7 separate regions of the Mus musculus genome follow, and regions 1, 2, 4, 5, 6 and 7 are each linked to region 3. The links are chromatin contacts, called in public HiChIP or PLAC-seq and promoter capture Hi-C maps. All regions are on one chromosome and are shown on one strand. The core of a region is the stretch at or near the end of the contact, and the rest is flanking DNA. Distances in the headings are between cores, read along the strand shown. Region 1 holds the start of Osbp2 (oxysterol binding protein 2). Region 2 holds the start of Gal3st1 (galactose-3-O-sulfotransferase 1). Region 3 holds the start of Nf2 (neurofibromin 2). Region 4 holds the start of Ube2d-ps (ubiquitin-conjugating enzyme E2D, pseudogene). Region 5 holds the start of Sec14l4 (SEC14-like lipid binding 4). Region 6 holds the start of Pes1 (pescadillo ribosomal biogenesis factor 1). Region 7 holds the start of Urgcp (upregulator of cell proliferation).

Region 1 (3,125 bases), core at 355-2,854, 990 kb before region 3:
TCAGCCATACCACACTTAGCAAGCCTCTGCACCAGGCGCCTTGTCTCCAAAGGGCTCAGCAGAACCTGAAGTACTATTAGCGGAGGAAACCCAAGCTTTGGCCAACAACATGGTGGGAAAATCTGTCTAACAGTGAAGAAGGCCTTCTTGAAGAGTTGACTCTGAACCAGCCTCACAGTCCTCACACGGAAACTTTTAGAAAAGCCATCCCTCGGGTGCTTTCCTCAGGCCTATCTCAGGAGGGATTCAGCGGGAGACCTAGACACTGCTGCAGCAACCCCACTTAGTTTGAGAAGCTCTCATCTAGAGCGGCCTGAGATCTCAAAGCTTGCAATCCCAGGAAACAGCTAGTGAGAAAGGGAAGGAAGTCCAGCTTTAGCAGGAGGTCGTGCCAGCTCTGTCTCTACTGCAGCTCCGAAACCCAAGCTACTTCTGGAATAAGCAAGGGAACAGGAAAGCATTATCTGCTGCAAAATGTCAACTTGGGGTCCCAGGGGGTACACACTATGTCTGCTCTATCTGTGGGTCAGCGAGTCCCAGCCCAAGGCCTGGCCACCAGCAGGTGTCAGCAAAGGTAGGAAACAAATGAAGTAACCACGGGAGGTGGGACCCACAGTCCTTCCCAAGAGAGGGGTTCACTAGCTGCCTCCCTCCATGAACACAGTGAACCAGACGCAGCCCCTGGTTCCATGACCACCAAAAACAGGAGGGGAACAAAAGACCTACTCCACCCATCTCCCCACTCATCCTTTTAAACTCAAGCTTGCCAGAGGCCATGTCCACAGGTCACGTCTTCCCTTGGCAGTTGACAGGCATTACTTCTACAGAAGTTCATGCAAACATCTCAGAAGGGTTATGGTGACACCCACCCCACAGTCGAGGCCGGCCACCACCACCCTCCAACCACAGATGTCCTACCTCGGTACTTCCGTACCTGTAGTAGGACAGCAGGCCATTGCCGAGCACGAACCAACGGCGCTGGTAGCCCTTCAGGTAGTTAGTCCACTTGAGGAGCCAACCCTTGTAGCTGTCCAGAGGTGGTGAGACCATTTGGACACCAATCCCTGACACCGGAGTCCCGACAGAAATCTTCGCCTGTCCTTGTCGCAGAAAAGACTGGGTCTTTGGCACCAGCTTGGACTCGGGTTTGGTGACGGGCAAACTCCCTACTGTTGACTGCAGCGGGGACGGCATTGCCAGCTCTGGCGAAGCTTTGATGATGGACACAGACCTTGTGCCGTTCTCTGACCCCGGCCACAAGCCCTGTAGTTCCGATTCCTGCCCAACCCCTGAAGGCCTTGGCACAGACGTCGTCTGGGACCCAGGTTCGGATCTCGACGCCGGCTCAGAAATTGGCTGGCACACCTGTTTCGACAGCAACTCCCGCTCTGGTGCCTGCACAGGCTGGAGCTGAGGCTTTGACGCTGGTCCTGAGCCGAACGCGGATGAGTTCATGCCCGGCGCCGCCGTGTGGCAGGACAAGCAGGGCACAACCGTGAACAGCGACGAGAGCCCGCGGGAGCGGCCAGCGCAGCCGCCGCCTCGGCTCAGAGCGGCCGCTTTCCCCATAGAGCTGTGGACCCGAGCTCGGCGGAGCGCGGAGTGGGGGCGGGGCGGGGCGGGAGTGGGTGGGGCCTGTTCGGAGGGAGTGGCGGGGCGGAGCCGGGCGGGGTTGGTGGAGGAGTGGACGGGATGGGTGGAGCCCTCACGTGAGCGACAGAGATCGGGTGCGCGTGGGTCCCTCCGCCGCTCTGGCTAAGGTGGAAGGAACCCCGTGGGCCAAGAGTTAGGCAGACGACGTGGAAGGCACTTCACGCTTCAGGCTGCTGTCCCTCCTGTGCCAGGCGCTGGGAGAACAATGGTGAATGAAAGCCACGCGGTGCGCTCGCCACGCAACTCTGAGCAATGGGTGGGTCGTGGACAGCAAATCTCAAACCCTGGGAGTCCGACCTGAGGAAATCCAGCCTAGGCCCTCTCCCTAGTTGTGGGAACTGTAGCCACTCCACAAACTTCTGTTGGCTCATCTATACAATGAAGATAATACCTCCTTCAAAGGCTGTAATAAGATGGTGCATATGAGGCACATTTGGCAGAGTAGATGCTCCGAGAGCATCATTGAGTTATTAACTAGAGAGTTCTGTGGTACATTTTGTCAGCGACCAGAGCAGGAGATGAGAGCAAGGTTGACAAGCTTGGGAAGCAGCCACTGTGCATGCACGTGTCAGATGTGTGTGCAGCCCTCAGGGAAGGAAGCTAACTAATAAATTCTTAACGAGATGTTTCGACTCCTGAAACAAATTGCCAAGCTACCTAAGATGACAGGCCTGTCATTAGTTCTACCAAATTTGGGCAAGAGTCACAGAAGAGACAAGGTCTACAGAGTTAGAGAAACAAGAAAGACCTTCAAGGAGAAACCGCTGTGTACAAAGACCCAAACCAGGGAGAACAGCTTGTCTGGCAAATAGCTAATAGCTCAGTGTTTTGTCAAGAGGAGGGCAGGACACAGAACAGCTGCCCCACACCCCACCACAAGGAATGCCCTTTATCCTAGAGAAACCAAAGCTTCTAGAAACAAGGGAAATTTATTTTCATTTTTAAAGTGGGGGGGGGGGGGAAGGAGGTGAGATGGCTCAGTGGGTAAGAGCACTGACTGCTCTTCCAAAGGTCCTGAGTTCAATTCCCAGCAACCATATGGTGGCTCACAACCATCTGTAGTGAGATCTGATGCCCTCCTCTGGTGTGTCTGAAGACAGCTAGAGTGTACTTACATATAACAATAAATAAATCTTTGTGCCTGAGTGAACAGAGGTCCTGAATTCAATTCCCAGAACAGAAACCACATGAAGGCTCACAATCATCTGTATAGCTACAGTATACTCATAAACATAAGATAAAATAAATAAATCTTTTAAAATAAAGTGTGTTGAAACAGAGTCTTTATATGTAGTCCAGGCTGGTCTCCATCTGGAAATGTTTGTTTCTTAGAACCAGAGTTCTGGGATTACAGACGTGAGCCATTATACCTGGCCCAGAGCTTTCACTCTTAATATTCTGGACAAAAAAAAAGAAAAACTTTAAAATCTCTGATCTTTCCCAAAGAAATGTCAACTCCAAGTCTGGAGCAG
Region 2 (3,522 bases), core at 521-3,020, 870 kb before region 3:
AGGAGAAAAGCATTTGTTTGGCTTACACTTCCATGTTGCTGTCCGTTATTGAAGAAAGTCAGGACAGAACTCAAACAAGGCTGCATCCTCAGGGCAGAGCTAATGTAAAAGCCATGGTGGGTTGCTGCTTAGTAGCTTGCTTTACAAGGTTTGCTCAACCTGCTTTCTTAAAGAACCCAGGACTACCAGCCCAGGGATGACAACACCCATTGTGGGCTGGATCCTCCCCATTGATCACTGAGAAAATGCCTTAGATCTGGATCTCTTTCCCCACCCCTTCACTCCCATTTTTTTCCGAGACAGAGTTTCTCTGTGTAGCCCTGGCTGTCCTCGAACTCAGAAATCCATCTGCCTCTGCCTCCCGAGTGCTGGGATTGAAGGTGTGCACCACCACGAACAGCTTAGAGCTGGATCTCATGGAGGTGTTTCCTCGACTGAGAGGCTCCTTTGATGACTAGCTTGTGTTGACCCAAAACAAGCCAGTACAGGTGGAAGGTGAGCGTGAGGTCTAAGGGCAGCAATAGCCTAGTTTTCCATCCAAGTGAGGTCACTGCTGGTATCTCAGCTTGTGACCTTTGTGGACCTGTCCCCTCACTCCAGGTACCTCTGATGATGGTCCTTACCTGGAACTGTCCATGTATCATGACAGGGTCAGGGTTCTGATCATTCAGTCCTTCCCAGGACATCTTTCCCATAGCCATTCCCCAGAGGCGGTGATACCCTAAACAGGGTAGGCTGGACTTTGCCCTCCCTGAATCTAAGGACCTGATAGCCTGACAGACCTGTTTTGTATTGGCCCCATATGTGGACTTTGTGCTGCCATGGCTGCACCTCAACTGAAGAGGAAGGCAAGAGTTTTGCAGGCTTTGGCTTGTGGACCCCAAGGTCCCCCAAACTGGTGGCTTCACTGTATATGTGGGATGGGGGGAGGGGGCTCTATCTGATGCCATGTTCTGGCATGGCAGTTTCAAGAGGCAGGAACAAAGGGTTAGGAGTTTCAAAGTCATAACCTATAGCCTGGGAGGTGACTCAGGGCCCACAAGGACAAAGAGCAGCAAGCCCATTAGATATGGAAGAATGCCTGGCAGCCAGGCTGATGTGGAATTTTCCCCATTCCACGGTTGCCTAGAAATGTCGGGGGTAGTGGGACTCTGACGTGGCCCATGTGCCACCCGATGGCCAGCTGGTTCTGCAGTGCCCACAGCTGGGGTTAATTCCAAATTAGTTCCCATCCTTGGTTTTCCTTTAGGATGAAGGACAGTCTGAACTCAAACAGGCCCCTACTTACTTGCCCAGACCTCTAGAGGAGGTATCCTCAAGAGGAAAGTTAGCTGAACCATGTAAGTGACTCGGCCCAGGGATCCTGGCGCTTCTTCACCTGTTTTTCTTGGATACCACAAATGTGTTCCTGGCTCATCAGAGGGAGCTAGGAAGACCTATGTTCCACTGGATTCTGAGGAGCTCCAGTGCTGTCCATAAAAGGCTGGCAACTAGTCCTGCCCCCTTTCTCCAGAGCCCAGGCTCCCTTCCCCAACACTACCACCAAGCCCCAGGCACCCTCTATTCCCTTCTGGGCTGGCAGTAGGACAATGGACCCCTTGGCCCATCGGAGACAAATAGTCCTTGTTAGGCCGGAGGCGGGGGCGCAATATTGCGCCCCAGGGAGCTGAATACAGCTTCTGTGCCTCTTGGGCAGGCGGCGCAGGGGAGAGGACGGGAAGGGGGTGGGGGGGGGGAGGGGGCCGTGGCGCCCATTGGCTCTGGCGTCAGGGGCCGGGCCAGGCTGCTGGCCTCACCTGGCGAGTGTTGAGAGCGGGGTGCGGCAGCCGCTGCGGCGGCGGGGCGGGGGCATGGACCAGGCCTGCCAGCGCGCCGGGTCCCGGCGAGTGCGCCCCGCCGCCCAGTGAGCGCCACGGCGGCGGCGGGGGCCGGGGCCGACCCCTGCCACCCGGAGCCCAAGGAGAACAGGGCAAAGGTATGTCGGGAGGTCTTGTACTCACGCTGGCTGTGCCCTGCCTCAGCCTACTTCCTGAACATCTTGCCTACTGGATCGATGGATCGTGTTTGCCCAGCAAGGGATATAGAAATGCTGCAGAGCTGCTTCACCAACACTGTATCCTGCAGGCTCTGGCTGATTGCTTGCCCTGCTCTGGGTGCCCCTCCTCCCCTGACCCCCGGAGTCCCTAAAAATGGGGTGGGTGGGGCTCCAGAAGGTTAGCTGTTGTGCTGTGAGTTCGTTAATAATTAATCCTCTTGGACATTGTGGCCTGGGCCCTAGTGGAGAAGGAGGCAGGAATCTCCCCGCTCCTTACCTGCGTTCCCAGAAGAGGCGGCTGTCACAGTACAAACCGGGGAGAGGGGGGCCTTGGGCAATGACAGACTCTTGTGCTTGGGGAAGGCCTCTCATATGTGTGCCCCTAAGGAGGTGAGTCCAGGAGACAAGGACAGACTTGTCTAGTTAGGACAGGAAAGATCCTATATGCAACAACTACACGGTTCCGGAGCCATGGACCAGTGCTCCATAAGGGGGTCTCAGGTTGGTCTGTTCCCTTAGTGAGAGGCCAACATGAGCCTTCTCTTTTTAACCCCCCCCCGCCCCGCCCCTTCCTGAGCTGGTTGTGATGACAGGCACACATCTGGCTGCAGGGACTGACACCTGACACCAGAGGTTACTGGGCTGAGGGTGAGGATGCCCTGGAAATCTTCAGGAGGAAAGGGGTGTGGAGGGAGAGCCGATCAGAACTCAATCTCTTCCTCTCTGGAGGGGGTGAGCTGATCTGCACTGTGCCTTCAGGCTTCCTTGCTACTTATCTAGAGGGAAGATACTGAGGCTCAAGGAGTCAGTGACTTGCTGAAGGTCACACCGTTGGGAAATGGCTGAGTTCACTGCAAACCACAGTGTGCGTTTTTGTTTGTTTTGTTTTGTTTTGTTTTGTTTTGTTTTTTGGTCCCTGTCTCAGGATCCCAGCCCTACCCAGAAGTCCTCTTGCCCAAACTGGAGGAAAGATGCCTTCCTGGGCATCTCTTTTGCTTCCTGGGTTCTGTGCTGAGTTCTCATAAATCTGTCACTCACAGTGCCTCTCACTGGGCTCCAAGGAAGAACAAACAAGCACTTGCAGGAAAGCAGTGACTCACAGGACAATGGCAATGGGGGACTCTAGGCCCCCTCAGTGGCTTGGGGCAAGCTTCTTGCTTTGGTTTGACTCCATGAAATGTGAATGACTAGAGAAGACACAGCGGGATGGAGCAGAAGTACCCCAAAGGTTACCAGACTGGAGACCTGGAGTCATCAGGTGAGATCTCTCTCCAGGGCAGGGAGGTTAGGCCCACAGTCAGACCCTTTCTGTGACACTCCCATCTTGCCCTGGGTGTGGATAGGGAGGTTAGGCCCACAGTCTTTCTGTGGGCACTCTGTCAATTTTACTGGGTGTGGGCAGGGAGGTTAGGCCCACAGTCTTTCTGTGGGCACTCTGTCAATTTTACTGGGTGTGGAATGCGAGTTGAGGCAAGTTGTGTATAAAT
Region 3 (3,487 bases), core at 939-3,438:
TCTTTCCACCTTTAAAAGAGAGGCTTTTACCATCTTCTGCAGTGTCAGCCACACAAGACTGCCTCCAGTTTCTGAGGCCAATCACATGCTTCCGACTAGCTACAAAACTGAAGGGCCACAACTCCACAACTCCCTCTTTGGGTTCAGCTAATTTAGTACTACACCTCACAGAACTTAGGCAAAAACACTCACATTTACCTATTTTTCATAGGATATTAAAAGGGGCACACGATATTATAAGACCTTTTTTTTCAAGACAGGGTTTCTCTGTGTAGCCCTGGCTGTCCTGGAACTCACTCTGTAGACCAGGCTGGCCTCAAACTCAGAAATCCACCTGCCTCTGCCTCCCAAGTGTTGGGTTTAAAGGTGTGTGCCACCACTGCCCAGCTTATAAGATCTTTTAAAATGTATACGGTAAGGCATGTGGGAAACGGTGCAGAGTTCATACTACTACTATAGTTTATACTATACCACTACTAGAGCACATGTTCAGATGGAAGCTCTCTAAGCCATATCCTTTCAGTTTATGGATGCTTAATTATATAGGCATTGTCGGTTAAATCATTGGCTGATCCTTCAGTCTTAAGGGAAGAACTGAGAAGTCCCAACCTTAAAGATCCTTTCTGGGAACCAGGCTGAATTCTAAAACTACTATAGCATGGCAACAGCATCCAGCTCATTAACACACAAAAAGAAAACGAATACTTTGGCGATTCCAAGGATTTTAAAAGCAATAGGCTAGGGAAGCAAACCAAGTATATTCCAGTGGCACAGGACCTATCTGACTGGCTTTTTTGTTGTTGCTTTGCTTTTTTGTTTGTTTGTTTTTTGAGAGTCAAATGTGTAAATGTCTGACACTTAGCAAGTGTTCAGGGTTGTGGATACAACCCAGTGATGGGGTGCATGCCTAGCATACACAAGGCCCTGAAAACACAAACACACACACACACACACACACACACACTCACTCACATACACACTCTTCAACAAAATGATAGCTATTATCATCATGTTAGAAACTATAAAGAGTAAATGTAAGACACTCTTTCCTCAAAGAGTTTTTTCCAGAAACTGAAAATTTTGGAACAGGGAAAAGTACGAGCTTCCAATATAACTAGATGTAACTTTTAAGACCTAGGGTACACAGTTAATACCTAGCGAAAAACTCCCTGGAGTTTTAGGCGCGAGTTCTACACACTGCACACCGGTTCGTTTCTACGGAAGATTCCAGTGTTTCCCAATAACAAATGAATGAAAATAACCTTCGGGAAATGCCAAAACCAAGAACCCCACTTTAACAAACAAGCAAACAAACAACTAGCTTTAACTTGTGATCTGGCCCTAGAAAGCCTCTTCCGGTTCCAGATAATGATATATACGGAATCCCTTAAGCTTGCACTTCGACTGTCACCACAGCGAGGGCACCCCATGGGTAGGGACCCGCGTCGCTGCCACCAGACAGGCAGAGATTCCGCGGCTCTCCACTCACAGCCCGTCGGGGTCGGCGGCCGGTTACCTCGCAGTTGAACTCCATCTCGGCGTCCATGGTGACGATCCGCACCGTGAATGTCTTGGGCTGCTTCCTCTTGAGTGAGCTGAAGCTCATGCGAGAAGCGATGGCTCCGGCCATGGCGCGAGGTACCGGCCTTGGATCCCCTCACCCCTAGGCCCGCGTTCTGGGTCTCTTAGCCCCCCTGGAGTAGCTGCACAGGCCTCAGGGCCACCATGGTGGCCGGCTGGCCGGCCCGAGACAGACCTAGGCTGCCTGGGTCCCCAGCGGCCAGCATGGGCCGCGAGGACCCGGCTGTGGGTGCGGAAAGATGAGTTAAGGGACAGTCTCTGACGACGGGGGGGTCGGGGGGAGATGCCGGCAAAAGCACGCGCAGCCCCGAGCTTGGAGCTTCGGGCTGGGGACGCCAGGGACGCCTTTGGACAGAAATCCTAGACGGCTGCGGCGCCGACGCCGGGCCTCTCAGCGACCCCCGAGGGTCGCGGGGCCGCGCAGTAGTTGGGAGCGCACACGCGCGTGCGTGTCTGTCACCAGCTCCGCTCCGCGCGCCCTCGGGAAGCGTCCTCTACCAACCCCCACCTCAGCGACCTGCCGGATCCCCGCCCCGCCCCGCCCTCCGGACTCCCACTACGCTACTCAGCGACTCACCCTAACACTTTTTTCTCTAAGATACTGTGATTGGCAGGAACGCCAAAGGAAGCGGGACTTCCGCTTCGTCCCGCCTCCTGGAGGCCTACTCCACCAATTGAAAGTTGCACTGAACGAGGGCCGCCGGTCTGTTCTCGGCGTTGAGTGGCTGTAGATGCGGTCACTCCGAGCGCTTTTGTTCCTAAAGTATACTCCTACTCTAGCAAGACTGGTTGAGAAGGAGCGGGCGGCGCCTTTCCCGGGAAACCTGTAGAGGCCGGGACTGCACCGCACGAGGTACTGTTGCAGTCAGTGAGAGATCCCATTTATAGCGTCTTACCAGAGCTTCAGTCGTATCTGGGACATCCGGCCGAAATTCCTTTTTGACACTTAATTATATATGCTGACTCAATATTTTTCAAACTTTAAAAACACGAAGTGAGGCCGCTTAAGTTGCCCCGACTTGCCTGCCAGATCCTTCAACTTCTTTTTAAGAGAATTAGAATAACCACAGAATTCATGATAGTCCTTACCTTACTAGGTGGTTGAGGAATTGAAACTTGCTTAATACATATAGAAAGCTAATTTTATTTATTTTTTTTTTTTTTTTTTTTTTTTTGAGTTTTTCGAGACAGGGTTTCTCTCTGTATCCTTGGCTGTCCTGGAACTCACTCTGTAGACCAGGCTGGCCTCGAACTCAGAAATTCGCCTGCTGCTGCCTCCCAAGTGCTGAGGATTAAAGGTGTGCGCCACTATTGCCCGGCAAGAATTTTCATTTTACCCTCTGTTCCTTTGTTTGGTTTTTTTGTTTTGTTTTGTTTTAATTTCCAAGCTACATACTTGGAGTACTTGTAGCTTAACGTCATCAAATGTATAATATGCTTAGGAAAATTTCAACTTTCTGGGGATTTGTAGAGTTTTTACTTGTTTTAAAGATACATTCCCCAGGCACTGCTGCTGTGAAGAGACACCATGACCACAGCAACTCGTATCAAAGAAAACATTTAATTGGGGACTTTTTCTTCTTTACAGTTTCAGATGTTTAGTCCATTATCAGCATGGTAGGGAGCATGGTGGCATGCATGGTACTGGAGCAGTAGCTGAGAGATGGCTATATCCTGATCTGCAGGCTTGGAAAGCAAGACAACCATTTGGCATGGGCTTTTGAAACCTCAAAAACCACCCCTAATGATAGACTTCCTTCCACAAGACCACACCTCCTAAGCCTTCTAATTCTTTCAAATAGGGCCACTCCTTGGTGACCAAGCATTCAAATATAAGCTTATGGGACCGTTCTTAGTCAAAGCACCACAGTTTTGTTTTTTTTTTTTTATCTTATGTATATAAATG
Region 4 (3,068 bases), core at 150-2,649, 910 kb after region 3:
CATGTGTTTAGGATAAACTAGGAGAATAGGTGAATGGCATATAGGAATCTGGCTGGGAAACCATTTAAGTGTTCGATTCATTGTTTTTGTTTTGGGCAGGGTTTGTATGCGTATGTGCAGGAACATGACAGAGGCCAGAGTAGAATGCCAGATATATGACAGAGTAAATGCTACTCTTTGTGCCTTACTGCTTTTGGTGCAAGGTCTCTCACTGAACTGGAATCTCACTATCTATGCTAAGGTAGCTCCAGGGATCCTGTCATGCCGGCTACCCAGTGCTGGGGTTAGAGACATGAGTAGCCAACCTCACCTTTTCTGTGGGTACTAATGATCTCAGGGCCCCATGCTTGCACCACAAGCACTCCTATCTACTATCTCCTCAGCTCCTCTAGTTTTAGATTTTCCTTTGGGGATCTTTCTCTCTTTCTTTCTTTCTTTCTTTCTTTCTTTCTTTCTTTCTTTTTTTGGTTTTTCCAGACAGGGTTTCTCTGCATAGCTCTGGCTGTCCTGGAACTCACTTTGTAGACCAGGCTGGCCTTGAACTCAGGAATCCGCCTGTCTCTGACTCCTGAGTGCTGGGATTAAAGGTGTGCGCCACCACGCCCGGCTTTTTTTTTTTTTTTAAGACATGGTCTTACTCTGCAATCCAGGCTGGCCTCAAACTCACTATGTAGCCCAGTCTGGTGTTGGAACACCTTTGGTCCAGAGCAACTGCACTAGCATACCCTATTAGGTTTATCTGTCTGGAAACAATATATATGATTATTTATATAGAGAGTCCAGATTCTTTACTGTATGAGGCACGCTGATATTATGTATTTTGCCATATTCTATTTCATTTCCAAGATGTTGGCTACAATCTATTACACAGATTTTGTGACATACCACTAAGTTCTTTACACTTGGTCTTAAACAGTTCGATGTCTTGGGGAAAGGGAAGCAGAGTTTAGCTTGGGATGTGCACTTTCAGGCTGAGTCTCAATAGCGGCAGTGCATTGAAGCCAACTAAGTACTACTGAAAATGCAGCTCTCCAGACATGTAGATGCATCTGTGCTCAGCACCTACGCGTATTCAGAAATATCTGTAACACTTCTGCCCAGAAAGCATATAAAAGTGAATGTATACTTACAGCGCTGACAACCACTAAGCTCAGGAGTTAAGTGACAGCCTGGGGAGGAGCCCAGGGAGGGGCAGAGAGCATAGCGTGTGGCACCTGCGGTTTCAGGCATGTCCTGGTGCCCAGGCCCCTCGCCTAGCAGAAACCAGAGCCACAGGGCCGTGACCGTGGCCGAGTAACTGACCGTGCGCGACTCCGTGGTCAGACCCAGGACTGCTGCGCGCACTAGCTACCCACAGCGCACCGCGGCGCGCACGCGTAGAGCGCCGTTCCCGGCGTGCAGCGTTGCGGCCCAGGCGGCCGTCTTAGTCTGCCCCGCAGGGCCGGTGGGGCACGAGCAGCGGGAACATGGCTCTAAAACGGATCCAGAAGGTAAGAGTGGCGGAAACGGGGTCCTCCCGCCCGTCCACTCTGCGGGCTGTCGCAGCGAATAGAACCCCGCGGCTGAGGTGCGGCAGGGCGCACTGACACTTGCCCCGCGCGAGTTCCGCCGCGGTCGGCGCAGACTTAGGAGGTGGCTGAGTGCCTCTGGCGGGCGACTCGCGGGGGCGGAGTCATGCGACCGGGTCACGTGCGCGCGCAGCTTTGGGCGGAGTTTAGGGAAGCAGAGGGGTGTCTCCCAGGGTGCCTAGCACGAGAGGCTGAGCTGCGGGAGAATTTCATCCCGTAGGTTTGTATTAGCCCATTAACCTAGAGCCTGGTAATTGCATCTCAGAAAAAGAAGCCACCAATCCACCCTTTACCATTTGTTAACGTTTTAGCCTATCCACTTTTCGTCCTTTTCCTAAAGAAAATTATTTTATATTTCTAAGTTGTTTTTTGTTCCGTTTTGGTTTGGTTTGGTTTGGTTTTTTGAGACACGGCCTCCTGGCAGACCCAGAACTCGCTATGTAGACAAGGCCAGCCTCAAACTCACAGAGATCCTCCTGCCTCTGGTTGCCGAGGGGCGTGCACCACCATACCCTGCATTATACTGTAATTTATGATCCATGTTTTCACATAGTATTAATAGTTGGAATTTTTTTAAAGATTTATTTATTTATTTATTTATTTATTTATTTATTATATGTAAGTACACTGTAGCTGTCCTCAGACACTCCAGAAGAGGGAGTCAGATCTCGTTACGGATGGTTGTGAGCCACCATGTGGTTGCTGGGATTTGAACTCCTGACCTTCGGAAGAGCAGTCGGGTGCTCTTACCCATTGAGCCATCTCACCAACCCTAGTTGGGATTTTCTATACTGCAAAATGGTATTTATAACCTCTTTTTTAAAGGATTTGGGGCCGGGCGTGGTGTTGCATACCTTTTATCCCAGCACTTGGGAGGCAGAGGCAGACGGAGTTCGAGGACAGCCTGATCTACAGAGGACAGCCAAGGCTATACAGAGAAACCCTGTCTCGAAAAACCAAAAAAAAAAAAAAGATTTGCTCACTTATATGTGGGTGTAAGGTGCCCTGTGTAGGTGCCAAGAATCATACTCAGGAGCTCTGGAAGAGCAGTTCATGCCCTTAACCACTGAGCCATCTCTCCAGCCCTATGACCCTAACTTTTAGCATTAGCATGATTCTTTCCACCAAGTGGATCCAGGTTATGTGTCTCAATTAGATTTCTGTCGCTGTGATAAACACCATAACCAGAAGCAGCTTGGGAGGAGAGGGAAGCCAAAGCAGAGACCTGGAGGCAGAAACTGAAGAAGAGGCCATGGAGCAGGGCTGCTTGCTGGTGTGTGCCAGTTTGCTTTATTCTATACCCCAGGACCATGTGCCAGTTAGGGCACCGTGCACAGTGGACTGGGCTCTTTCTTCTACATCAGTCAAGTAAATGTCTCAGACATTTGTCTACAGGACAGTCTGATGGAGGGATTTGCTGGGTTGAGGTTACCTCTTCCCAAATGACCCTCCAAGTCGATTGACCCCTTATCAACTTAATATACCAATAGATTGTTATTA
Region 5 (3,132 bases), core at 138-2,637, 820 kb before region 3:
GGGCATGGTGGTAATGCCTTTAATCCCAGCACTCGGGAGGCAGAGGCAGGCAGATTTCTGAGTTTGAGGCCAGCCTGGTCTACAAAGTGAGTTCTAGGACAGCCAGGGCTACACAGAGAAACCCTGTCTCAAAAAAAGAAAAAAAGAAAAAGAAAATGTTCTATAGATTTGCCAGTAGCCTAATCTGATGGAGGCTTTCTCAAAGGTGCTCCCTCCTTTCTGATAACTTTAGCTTGTGTCAAGTTTATATAAAATTACCCAGAATACCAGACTTGATGGCCCCTGCCTGTAATCCCTTCACTGGGGAGGTGGAAGCCGAAAGATCAAGAGTTCAAGATTCTCCGTGGTTACACAGTGAGTCTGAAACATCTTGGCCTACGTAAGAACCCTGTCTTTTTTTAAAAGTGTATTTTGTATATTTCAGAATATCTGAAGTTATAATATGAACATACATGTATCAGTAGGAAAACTGAATAAAATAGTTACTGTTTCTGGTGCTAAGTCATTGAAATCTGATTTGCCGTTTCTACCTAGCACAGGCCATACTTGTTCCTGACCAACCACATCTCCAACAGACAATAGTCCAAAGGACAGTGAGCCCTTGCTTGGTCACCCCCTACCTAAAACTTAATTTGATCCATGGGACGACAGAGGGGAAAGGTGTCAGTGGCCTGTTTCACTATCTCCTCCCTGCTCAGGTGCCACCTGCTTTGCAGAAAATTCATGCCAAGGCAGCCTGTGTTTTCTCATCCTACCCAGAGAGGTCAGCCTACTCAGTGTGGCTGCCTCCCACCCTCTACCTCCCAGAGGCTCACCCCTGGGCCATCCTGTAGTTCCCGCCTGAGCTGACGGCCTTCATAGAGTGTTGAAACTGTGTGTGCCGTGCCAGGCATTCTGCTAACACAGGAGACATGGTCTTACCTAATCCCTCCTAACTTCTAGAGGTCTGGAGCCATTTGGCAAATAAGGGCTCTCCTGGCCAGCAAACATTTGTGGAGCGCAGCCTGTGTTCAAGGTCGGGGGAGGGGGGCTGGGCTCTCCTTGGGCAAAAGGACTCAGAAGTGGTGACATTTTCAACTCCCACTTGGCTCCGGAAGTGTGTGCTCCACGTACCTGTCCTTAGGTGAGCACTTTCTTAACACCCACTCCCCACACACCTACAGTCCCACCCCCTGAAAGCGCGTGAAGACCTGGAGGTGAGGGCCACTTGCTACCTCAGACTCTCAGGACACCTCTTGAGATCTGGTCACCTCTCTGTCCCCTTAAGGTAGGCTTGATGACCTGGGGCAGACAAAACAAAAGAAAAACAAAAACAGGGGAGCACTGGGTAGGGCGGGGCAGGAACAGGGATTCTCCCTTGGGGCGGGCCTCCCTTGGGGCGGGATCAGCAGCAGACCTGCTAAGTAAAGCCCTGTGAAGGTGGCAGCAGCTGAGGCCTAGCAGAGAGCACCATGAGAGGACAAGTCGGGGACCTGAGCCCGCAGCAGCAGGAGGCTCTGGCCAGGGTAAGGGGTGAGGGGTGAGGCGGGAGGGAAGGCACGGGAGCCAAGCAGAACCCAAGCGGCCCGCATTGGCTACAGCTTTATGCAGGGACTGGTTGGCGAAGCCAGCGCCTCCCGCGCACACCTGGGCTAGGACCTCTCTCTACCTCTGAGCAACTGCCGGTGTGTGTGCGTGCGCGTGTGTGCGTGTGCGTGTGTGTGTTTGCAAGTTTAGCCTTCCAGCACAGCTCCCACCACCCATCCCTGGCCTCTGTTCCCAGGCCAGTGACTTCTGCCAGGCAGATTAGGAGATCCCTGCCAGATTGCAACAGTGTTTGGTTTGGTTTCTGTTGCTCGGGTTCCCAGTCTTCTCCCTATCAGACTTACTTGTTTACTTTTAATTATGACAGAGAAATAGAGGGGCTAGGGGTCTGATTTTTGAGAGCCTCCTGCAGGCTGTACCTGGAGAAGGGAAAGGCTATGAGGAAGGGGAGTCCCATCCAGGTTCTCATTCAACCTCGTTTGAAGGGGAAGCTTAAGAATTGTGACAGGTACTGAAGGTGTTTAAGTCTGGAATCCCAAGCCTTGCGAGACAAAGACCAGAAGATTGTGGGTTCAAGGCCAGCCTGAATTTAGTGACACTGTCTCAAGGAACAAGAGATGAACGGCTTGTTTTGTAGTGTCTCCCATGCGGAAGAACCTTACAGGGAGACATGAGAATCCTGGGTGAAGGAGGGGACCTGGAGATTCAGCCATTAAGGGGTCCTTAGTGGAACAGGAAGGACCCTCTGATGAGACTCCCAGGGCTGATGGTCTCAGAAGGCACCCGGTGCCTCCTGAGTTCTTTTGGAACTGGAAACATGGTCTCTGGGAGTGGACTATGATAGAGAACCCCACCAGCCACTCCTACTTTCTCCACTAACTAAAAGTAACAAATGCTTGCTATGTTAAAACATATAGGAAGAGAAAGGAGGAAGGAGGGGGAGGCTAAGGACGGCCCAGAGCTCTGTACTGCCTTGCCCCGGATCACTTCCTTCCAGAGTCCTCCTGAGCTAGGGTGGGCCACTGTGGTCACACTTCAGACACACAGTCTTCAGTGTGGCACTGTAAGGTGGCTTCTCTCCAGGCTGAGTTAGAAGTCACCTGGAGGGGAGGATAGGTATAGCTTTGTTTTTTACAGGGCACTGGCCCCTTTCACACCCTCCAACCCCCACCCCTGACAAAATTTCCTTTGGCTCCTGAGGATGCAGCTGCTTTCTGGTGTGAATCCTCCCTTTGCCTGCTGGGAGCCAGGCTTCAAACCTACCGCTTGTGTGCACCCGAGAACATCACACGGAATGGCAGAGAGGGGCGGCTATGAATTTACCAAAAAACAAAAAGGCCAAAGAGGAGAAGTTGTTTTTTTTTTGGGGGGGGGGGTCTGTTTGTTTGTTTGTTTGTTTGTAGATTTATTTATTTGTGTATAGGAGCACTTTATCTGCATGTCAGAATTGGGCATCAGATCCCATTACAGATGGTTGTGAGCCACCACGTGGTTGCTGGGGATTAAACTCAGGACCTCTGGAAGAGCAGTCAGTTCTCTTAACCGCTGAGCCATCTCTGCAGCCCAAGGAGACGTTGTTAAATGCACAGCTGCACAGTGATAATCCCA
Region 6 (3,094 bases), core at 494-2,993, 890 kb before region 3:
AGCTGATGTTTCCCCTTTTTAAAAGAAAGAGAAGTGCTTGCTAAACCTAAAACTGCTAACTTTTGTAATGCTAGGCTGACTGGCAAGTGAGCTTAAGGGATCCAATTATCCCATGTCCAAATTAGTGATTCCCTTCTCTCTCCTACCAGATCTGGTATTACAGCCCCCACTGCAACTTTTGTTTTGTTTTCTTGAGACAAGGTTTCTTTTGTGACTCTGGCTGTCCTGGACCGCACTCTGAGGACCAGGTTGGCCTAGAACTCAGAGATTCACCAGCCTCTGCCTTCCGAGTGCCTGCACACAACTTTTTTTTTTTTTTTGGATTTTGGTACTTTATTTTAGTATAAATATATATTCAACATATGGAAATCACAGTTTCTTTTTTAAAGAGATAAATATGCTTACTGTATCAAGTATACAAAACCACTCTTATAAATACTGATAAAGAGAATGTTCATTCTTATTAAACTCATCTTTCAAAGTTACATTTCAGCTATACATGACTTTAAGCAGAAAACCAAGAATTTTTTTAACATTTTGAAGTAAAAGTAATAAAATTTAAAGGAAATTGATAAAAAAGTCATAAATTTTAACTTTTTTATAAACATGAAATTACCACCTTTAAGACTGACTTAAACCTATCATCAGATCTCATAAGTTTAAAAATTATCTTTATAGATGGAATGATATGTTTTAAATGTGCGCACAACTTTTATGTGTGTGTTGCAGATCTGAACTCCATATCCTTATGCTTGCATGTCAGGAATTCTGTCCACTGGGCCATCTCCTCAGTCCTGTTTTGTTTTCTTGGTTTTGTTGTTTTGAAACACTATCTCTAGCACAGGCTGGCCTGAAACTTGTGCTCTCCCAGCCTCAGACTCCTGTGTGCTGGGATTACAGGCACCACCATCATGCTATGCCTTCCATTATTTTTCTTTCTTTTCATTTTTGTTTTGTTTCGACAGTGCGTCACTCAATACCCTCGCTGTCCTGGAACTTAGCCTCGGACTCACAGAGATCCGTCCCTTCTGCCTCAACTCATTCCCCAAATATAAGCAGTTCCTTAGACCCTCTCCGTGTCCGTGGGAGGTCAAAGGTCGGCCTTTGCTCTATTTTATTCTAACTTGAACAAACTAGGTGCAGCTGAATCTAAGGTCAACAAGGCAAAATCTGGTCAGCTGGGTTTACAACGCCTAGCAACCGTTGCCATGACAATTGAACTCCCTTAAACTCACTGGCCTAGCATTACAAAAACTAGTAGCTTTAGGTTTAGTGAGCATTTCTGTTTTTGTTTGTTTGTTTGGTTGGTTTGGTTTTTAAAGAAAACATCAGCCAGGCGTGGTGACACACATCTTTAATCCCAGTACTCTGGAGGCAGAGGCAGGCGGATCTCTGGATTAGAGGCCAAACTACAGAGCTCTCTGAATCCCAGAAGGCTCCGGGCTGTCTGTCTCCCATCCCTTCAGTCCTGCTGTATCCCAAAATGCACTGGGGCTCGCGTGCTCAAACAACCGTGTCTAGGGTGCTTATAAAACTGCCTAAATTTCCATGTTGCTTTAAAGCTTGTCTATAGATTTTGGTAACTAAGAAAAGAACTGAAAGAACTACCACAATTGTTGAGCTTTAGAGAATTTGGTTGTAAATAACGAGGTCGCCAAAAGCACAACTTTCTCTGGATTTGTACAGGCATATTTTCAGACAGCCCTCAGCTGGCGGCGTGGGGTCCTTCAGGGCCCTAGGCAGGGCACGTGCGGGAGGAAGTAGCTCTGGTGTTCTGGCTGCCTTGAATTTCTCAACGTGGAGCTATGGGAGGTCTGGAGAAGAAGAAGGTGAGTGAGTTCCAGCGGAGGTCGGAGCTCCGGCTTTATCACTTTCCCTGGCCTCTGGGGACCGAGAAGTCTTGAGACGGCCGCCGGAGCGAACCTTCTGCACGTAGGCCCCTGGAAGCCGGGAAGAACTGTGACGGGCTTTCTGTGGAAGGAGTTGTGGAGACAGGCGGAGCCGCCAAAAGAGTGATCAGTGACCAACGGGACGTAGAATTCATTATCAAGACTTGGGACTTTCTTAATTGAGCCAGGCCCGGTCCTAGGTACTGGGAATTGAGAAGTAAGCAGTCAGATGCGGCCCCGCTTTCCCAGTGTCAACTTCAGATAAAGTGGCTAAGGGTTTTTAAGTGCGCTCCTGAGAAAGGGAGGGAGGGAGGAGCAGTAGAGTGGAGAGTATCAACAGGCGCTTAATCCGATTAGTGTTGTCTTGTAGGTCCTCTTCTGACGTAGCATTTTAGTGGAAATCAGTACTTAAAGAACACTTTAGTCTGGGGCATGAAAATGTTGGGAAGTGTGGATGGTCCCCAACCTTCCCCTAAGAGAATTCTCGGCACTCAGAGAAAGGAGAGACTAATATCAGCGTGCAGCTGTAGCTTCCAGCCGTCTCTTAGCCGTCTCTGTGTTTGATGGTTTATATGGGGTTAGGCGTTGTCACAATCTTATATTTTAGGATGACCCTTTTGTTCCTTTACAGGCTCTGGTTATGATAGTTTTATCTTTAGCAGATGGAACTTGCTATCCGTGTGATATTGGTGGTGCTCAATTCTCAAGGGAGAAAATGACCTTTTTTTTTTTTTTCTTTAGAAAAGGGGAAAGGGTGAGCAGGTTAAAAGCAGAAGTCAGTGCAGTTTTAGCTCTGTTGTCTCAGATTAGAGACAGTTTCTTCTTCCTATGCAACCTTGTTTCCCAAGTTTAAGCTTCTTAATCATAATTAATGTGAAAGCTTGCTGTTTTTCTTTTTTCATTCAGAAGTGCTTAGCAGAGAAAACAGAAGTGAATTCCACGGCCAGTAGGAAAGAGAGGCAGGTGGTGTGCAGGGTTTTGGACAGACAGTAGCATGGCTGTGAGATGTAAATAAGTGAGGTGCTGTCTAGGTGAGGCTGGGGCCGTATCATGTGAGGCTGGAACTTATTCTGAGTGGAGAAGACAAAGAAAGTAAGTGACTTGATCTGAGTTATTCTTGCTTCTGTAAGGAGACTGTGGGTATGAAGTAACTTTGGGATAGGAATGAAGAAGATGAGATGGGCTCAAGTCTTTCCTTTGACTTG
Region 7 (3,340 bases), core at 511-3,010, 890 kb after region 3:
ACACCCCTCCCCAGAACAGCTCCTTCCATTTCTGCCATGTATTGATCTATATTTGCTCTCTAAAACACCTAATATAGTAGTGTATGCATATCAAAGTAAGCATAGATTTCTCCTTAAATGGAGTATACTAAAAGTTTTGTGACCTCAGTTTTGTTAATAGACACCCCTTAGGAAATTACAGATTACTATTAATATTACAAATTAATTGGATCACTCACAACTAGAATCGCAAATATTAATACCACCTATATATACAGACCATGGTTCAGGCATTACACTATTCTGTTATCAGACAATACCATAATTCTGTGGGTCCAGGCACACAGAATTATTAATCCTAGGAGATCCTCCTCCAACCCCTGTCTACAAAGCAGTGTGTTTAGACACAAAATGTACTAAGCTGTCTTACAAGCCTAATGGCAGCTGCCACAGGCTCAAACACTGCCTTACACTTTCCTATGAGGCTGGGCAAGAATGTAGAGGGACCTTGGCCCTCTGGGTCCAAAGCCTGGCCTGCCCAGGATGGATCACAGTTTATTCTCCTTATGAGCTCAAAGTACTGGATACCCAGCTGGCATTGAAAAAGGCCTGGTCTCAGAAGTGCCTGCTTGCCCTCGAGCCTAGAAAGGCATTAGGCAGGTGGAAATTGCCCATGATCTGACTGGCGCCTGCAGGCCTGGATCAAGTTCAGATTGCTTCATTCACCTTCATTCAGACCACTGTACCGAGCCAAATCACTCCCTAGCATAGTGAAGTCTGCCTTTGTGGGAGAGCTAACTTCTACATGCTTCCCCCAGAAGTCCTCCTGCACCTGTAAGTCTTCTAACTGCAATGATACACAGCGTGGGCTGCTACCAGTACTACTGGGTCTGAGACCCTCTGAATGATGGCGTACAGTCAAAAAGATGTTTACCACCTATAGCGATGACCTTGAGACCCATTTTCCTTTCTGTGACATAAAAGCATTAGTCCAATCATGTCATTTCAGATCTCATAACCAGTAAAATCAAATCAAACGGTAGTAATGAACTGTTGAGAAAATGAGAAAAAAATACAAACTATGTGTCACTATATAATTTCCTAAGAACACTATTTGGGAGAGAGAACGAGCACTAGGAAAGAGGTAATACCAGAACAAGTGTAGCCATCCCACAGAAGCACCCCCACCCCCACCCCAACACAGGCAGTCTTAGATCCCGAATCCGCTTTTTCACTCTGGACAAGGGTCCAGTCCAGCTGAGCCCCACTTGCCCTGACGTGGGACAGCCTGGGGATGTCCCCTAATGACTGTGAACCCAAGCATCAACTTCCAACGCAAGCAAGTCTAAACGCCAGAAACACACGTCAGGCCTGCTAAGCCGCTCTGCGGCCTCAGCCGAGCCCTAGGACCCCGAGTCCCCTCCCGCAGCTTCCTTGCTGCCCCTCTCCAGAACCCGTTTCTCCGGCCCTGACCGGCCGCTGTCCTGGCTGGTCCTGCCCGCGGCCCTGCCGGGAGACCCTGGCCCGGCTACGACCGCCCAAGGTCGGCGGGGGAGGCCGCGGGTCGTGGACAGGCACCTGGCGGGACAGAGTCAGCCGGGGTCCGGCCGAGGCCAAGGGGGCGCCGGGTGGTGGACACGCACAGTTCCGCCCGCCCCTCGCCCAACAGGCGCCCCCCGCACACCCGGAGCGCCTCACTCACCCCGGCGACGCCATGAGCGCAGCGGCCTGGGCGCTCCCGCCTCCTCCGCTGCTTGCGCGGCTGCCGCCGGGCGCCGGGGAGGGGCCTGTAGGCCGCCCCCGCCCGCTCCGTTAGGGCGTCGGGCGCCGTGGGCTGAGCTCAGTGGAGGGCAGGCGGGCGCCTGGGGCGAGGGAGAGGACGCCCTGGGCCCAGAGCACTACCTACGGCAGCCACCGGCCAGGCCGGCCCGCTGCCCGGAGGCTGGAACTCACCTGCGGAGCCAGACCTGCCCTGGGGCCACTGACAGCTGCCAGACTGCTGGACACCACCCTCTAGTCCCCGCATTCTGATGTTAATTTCTGTAAGAAACGCACTTTCCTCTACCTCTGGGGTGTACAGTGTTGCTGTTCTAAAGGAAAACAACATCTCTCCTGCTACTAGTTCGCAGCGGGGTGGAGTAATGTTGGCCTCTGAGCTGGTTTCCCACTTTTTTTTTAAGTGTGTATATTAAGCCTTATCTTGTATTACATAGAAATAAAAAGTTTAGAACTTGTGCAGTGGGGTTTCCCAGAATCACCTACAAGCTATGAATATTTAGGCATGTAAAATTTTGAGGCTTGGTTCCAGCCCCTGCTAAATTAGTTTCAAAGACAAATTATATCTTTTAAGAGAAAATACCTAATTTAAAGAAACAAACTCTGGACTATGCAGTGCAAACCACTGCTGGTGGCATTTTTGTGTTATCACATTAAGTTGTTTTTTCAATTTATTTTTTTCATACAGTGCATTTTCCTTTCTGTGACATAAAAGCATTAGTCCAATCATGTCATTTCAGAACTCATAACCAGTAAAATCAAATCAAACGGTAGTAATGAACTGTTGAGAAAATGAGAAAAAAAATACAAACTATGTGTCACTATAATTTCCCTTCCCAGCTCCTCCCCACCTTCCTACCTTCAAGTTCTTTTTCTTTATTTTCATTGAGACAGGTTCTCTGTTTAACACTGTCCTGCCAAGAGCTTGCTGTGTAGACCAGGATGGCCTTGAATTCATGGAGTTCCACCTGCCTGCTTTTTCTCCAGAGTGCTGAGATTAAAAGTGTGCACCACCATGCGGGGCAGGGCCCAACATTGAGATAGTATTCTCTTCACCACTAAGAATATTAAACACCGGGCTGGAGAGATGGCTCAGTGGTTGAGAGCACTGAATGCTCTTCCAGAGGTCCTGAGTTCAAATCCCAGCAACCACATGGTGGCGCCCAACCATCGGTAATGAGATCTGACGCCCTCTCCTGGAGTGTCTGAAGACAGCTACAGTGTATTTACAGATAATAAAATAAATAAATCTTAAAAAAAAAGAATATTAAACACCAAAGAGATTATAAAGCACCGAAGAGATAATTGAACAATTTGCCCATCGACCAGAACACCTAGGCTGGAAACTGGGCTCTGCCTACTTACTAGCTACAGTTGCCCAGATAAGACAGGAGCTCTCCAGGGCCACCACTCCTCATTCTCTTCTTCTCTGAGGGCTAAATAAATGAATACTCCTTTAGTACAGGTTCTCTTTCAGTACTTGAATCCAGTCAGTGCTTCTGGACATTCTTGCCCTCTTCAGGAAAACAAAAGCTAACAATTACTTGAGATGTTCAGAAGACATCAGAGAGCTACCCAGGAAAGC

What was found. Promoter capture Hi-C pulls out the DNA fragments that hold promoters and counts their contacts. HiChIP or PLAC-seq counts read pairs in DNA pulled down with a chosen protein or histone mark.
Region 1: a contact with region 3 is called in a promoter capture Hi-C map of liver, with 5 times the contacts expected there. The contact joins the promoter of Osbp2 here to the promoter of Nf2 in region 3. A contact is called at or near these places in 2 of 39 promoter capture datasets (cranial neural crest and liver).
Region 2: a contact with region 3 is called in a promoter capture Hi-C map of liver, with 5 times the contacts expected there. The contact joins the promoter of Gal3st1 here to the promoter of Nf2 in region 3. A contact is called at or near these places in 2 of 39 promoter capture datasets (hippocampal neurons and liver).
Region 4: a contact with region 3 is called in an H3K4me3 HiChIP or PLAC-seq map of bone marrow-derived macrophages, with 4 times the contacts expected there. The contact joins the promoter of Ube2d-ps here to the promoter of Nf2 in region 3. A contact is called at or near these places in 1 of 39 promoter capture datasets (liver) and 2 of 115 datasets of contacts at active chromatin or transcription factors (bone marrow-derived macrophages and microglia).
Region 5: a contact with region 3 is called in a promoter capture Hi-C map of embryonic stem cells, with 6 times the contacts expected there. The contact joins the promoter of Sec14l4 here to the promoter of Nf2 in region 3. A contact is called at or near these places in 5 of 39 promoter capture datasets (the 3T3-L1 cell line, the SN4741 cell line, embryonic stem cells and 2 more).
Region 6: a contact with region 3 is called in a promoter capture Hi-C map of pre-B cells, with 5 times the contacts expected there. The contact joins the promoter of Pes1 here to the promoter of Nf2 in region 3. A contact is called at or near these places in 11 of 39 promoter capture datasets (the 3T3-L1 cell line, 3T3-L1-derived adipocytes, the C10 cell line and 6 more), 1 of 115 datasets of contacts at active chromatin or transcription factors (embryonic stem cells) and 1 of 9 other capture datasets (macrophages).
Region 7: an H3K4me3 HiChIP or PLAC-seq map of bone marrow-derived macrophages shows a contact between it and region 3, with 6 times the contacts expected there. The contact joins the promoter of Urgcp here to the promoter of Nf2 in region 3. A contact is called at or near these places in 1 of 484 Hi-C or Micro-C datasets (B cells) and 2 of 115 datasets of contacts at active chromatin or transcription factors (both in bone marrow-derived macrophages).

Annotation. Positions count from the first base shown.
Region 1 is chr11:3,862,299-3,865,423 of GRCm38.p6, forward strand. Osbp2 (oxysterol binding protein 2) reads right to left here and starts at 1,605. Exons shown (of 14, transcript NM_152818.3): 1 at 935-1,605. The coding sequence starts at 1,569.
Region 2 is chr11:3,981,866-3,985,387 of GRCm38.p6, forward strand. Gal3st1 (galactose-3-O-sulfotransferase 1) reads left to right here and starts at 1,771. Exons shown (of 4, transcript NM_016922.3): 1 at 1,771-1,975; 2 at 3,076-3,293. Gm46265 (a long non-coding RNA gene) reads left to right here and starts at 3,300. Exons shown (of 2, transcript XR_001780153.1): 1 at 3,300-3,382; 2 at 3,442-3,522.
Region 3 is chr11:4,847,356-4,850,842 of GRCm38.p6, forward strand. Nf2 (neurofibromin 2) reads right to left here and starts at 2,189. Exons shown (of 17, transcript NM_001252250.1): 1 at 1,517-2,189. The coding sequence starts at 1,630.
Region 4 is chr11:5,760,751-5,763,818 of GRCm38.p6, forward strand. It overlaps Ube2d-ps (ubiquitin-conjugating enzyme E2D, pseudogene), which reads left to right and starts at 1,400. Exons shown (of 7, transcript NR_015577.1): 1 at 1,400-1,490. It also overlaps a transcript of Urgcp not described here.
Region 5 is chr11:4,030,395-4,033,526 of GRCm38.p6, forward strand. Sec14l4 (SEC14-like lipid binding 4) reads left to right here and starts at 1,388. Exons shown (of 12, transcript NM_146013.1): 1 at 1,388-1,505. The coding sequence starts at 1,452.
Region 6 is chr11:3,962,232-3,965,325 of GRCm38.p6, forward strand. It overlaps Pes1 (pescadillo ribosomal biogenesis factor 1), which reads left to right and starts at 1,744. Exons shown (of 15, transcript NM_022889.3): 1 at 1,744-1,829. The coding sequence starts at 1,806.
Region 7 is chr11:5,739,416-5,742,755 of GRCm38.p6, forward strand. Urgcp (upregulator of cell proliferation) reads right to left here and starts at 1,761. Exons shown (of 6, transcript NM_178623.3): 1 at 1,682-1,761. The coding sequence starts at 1,695.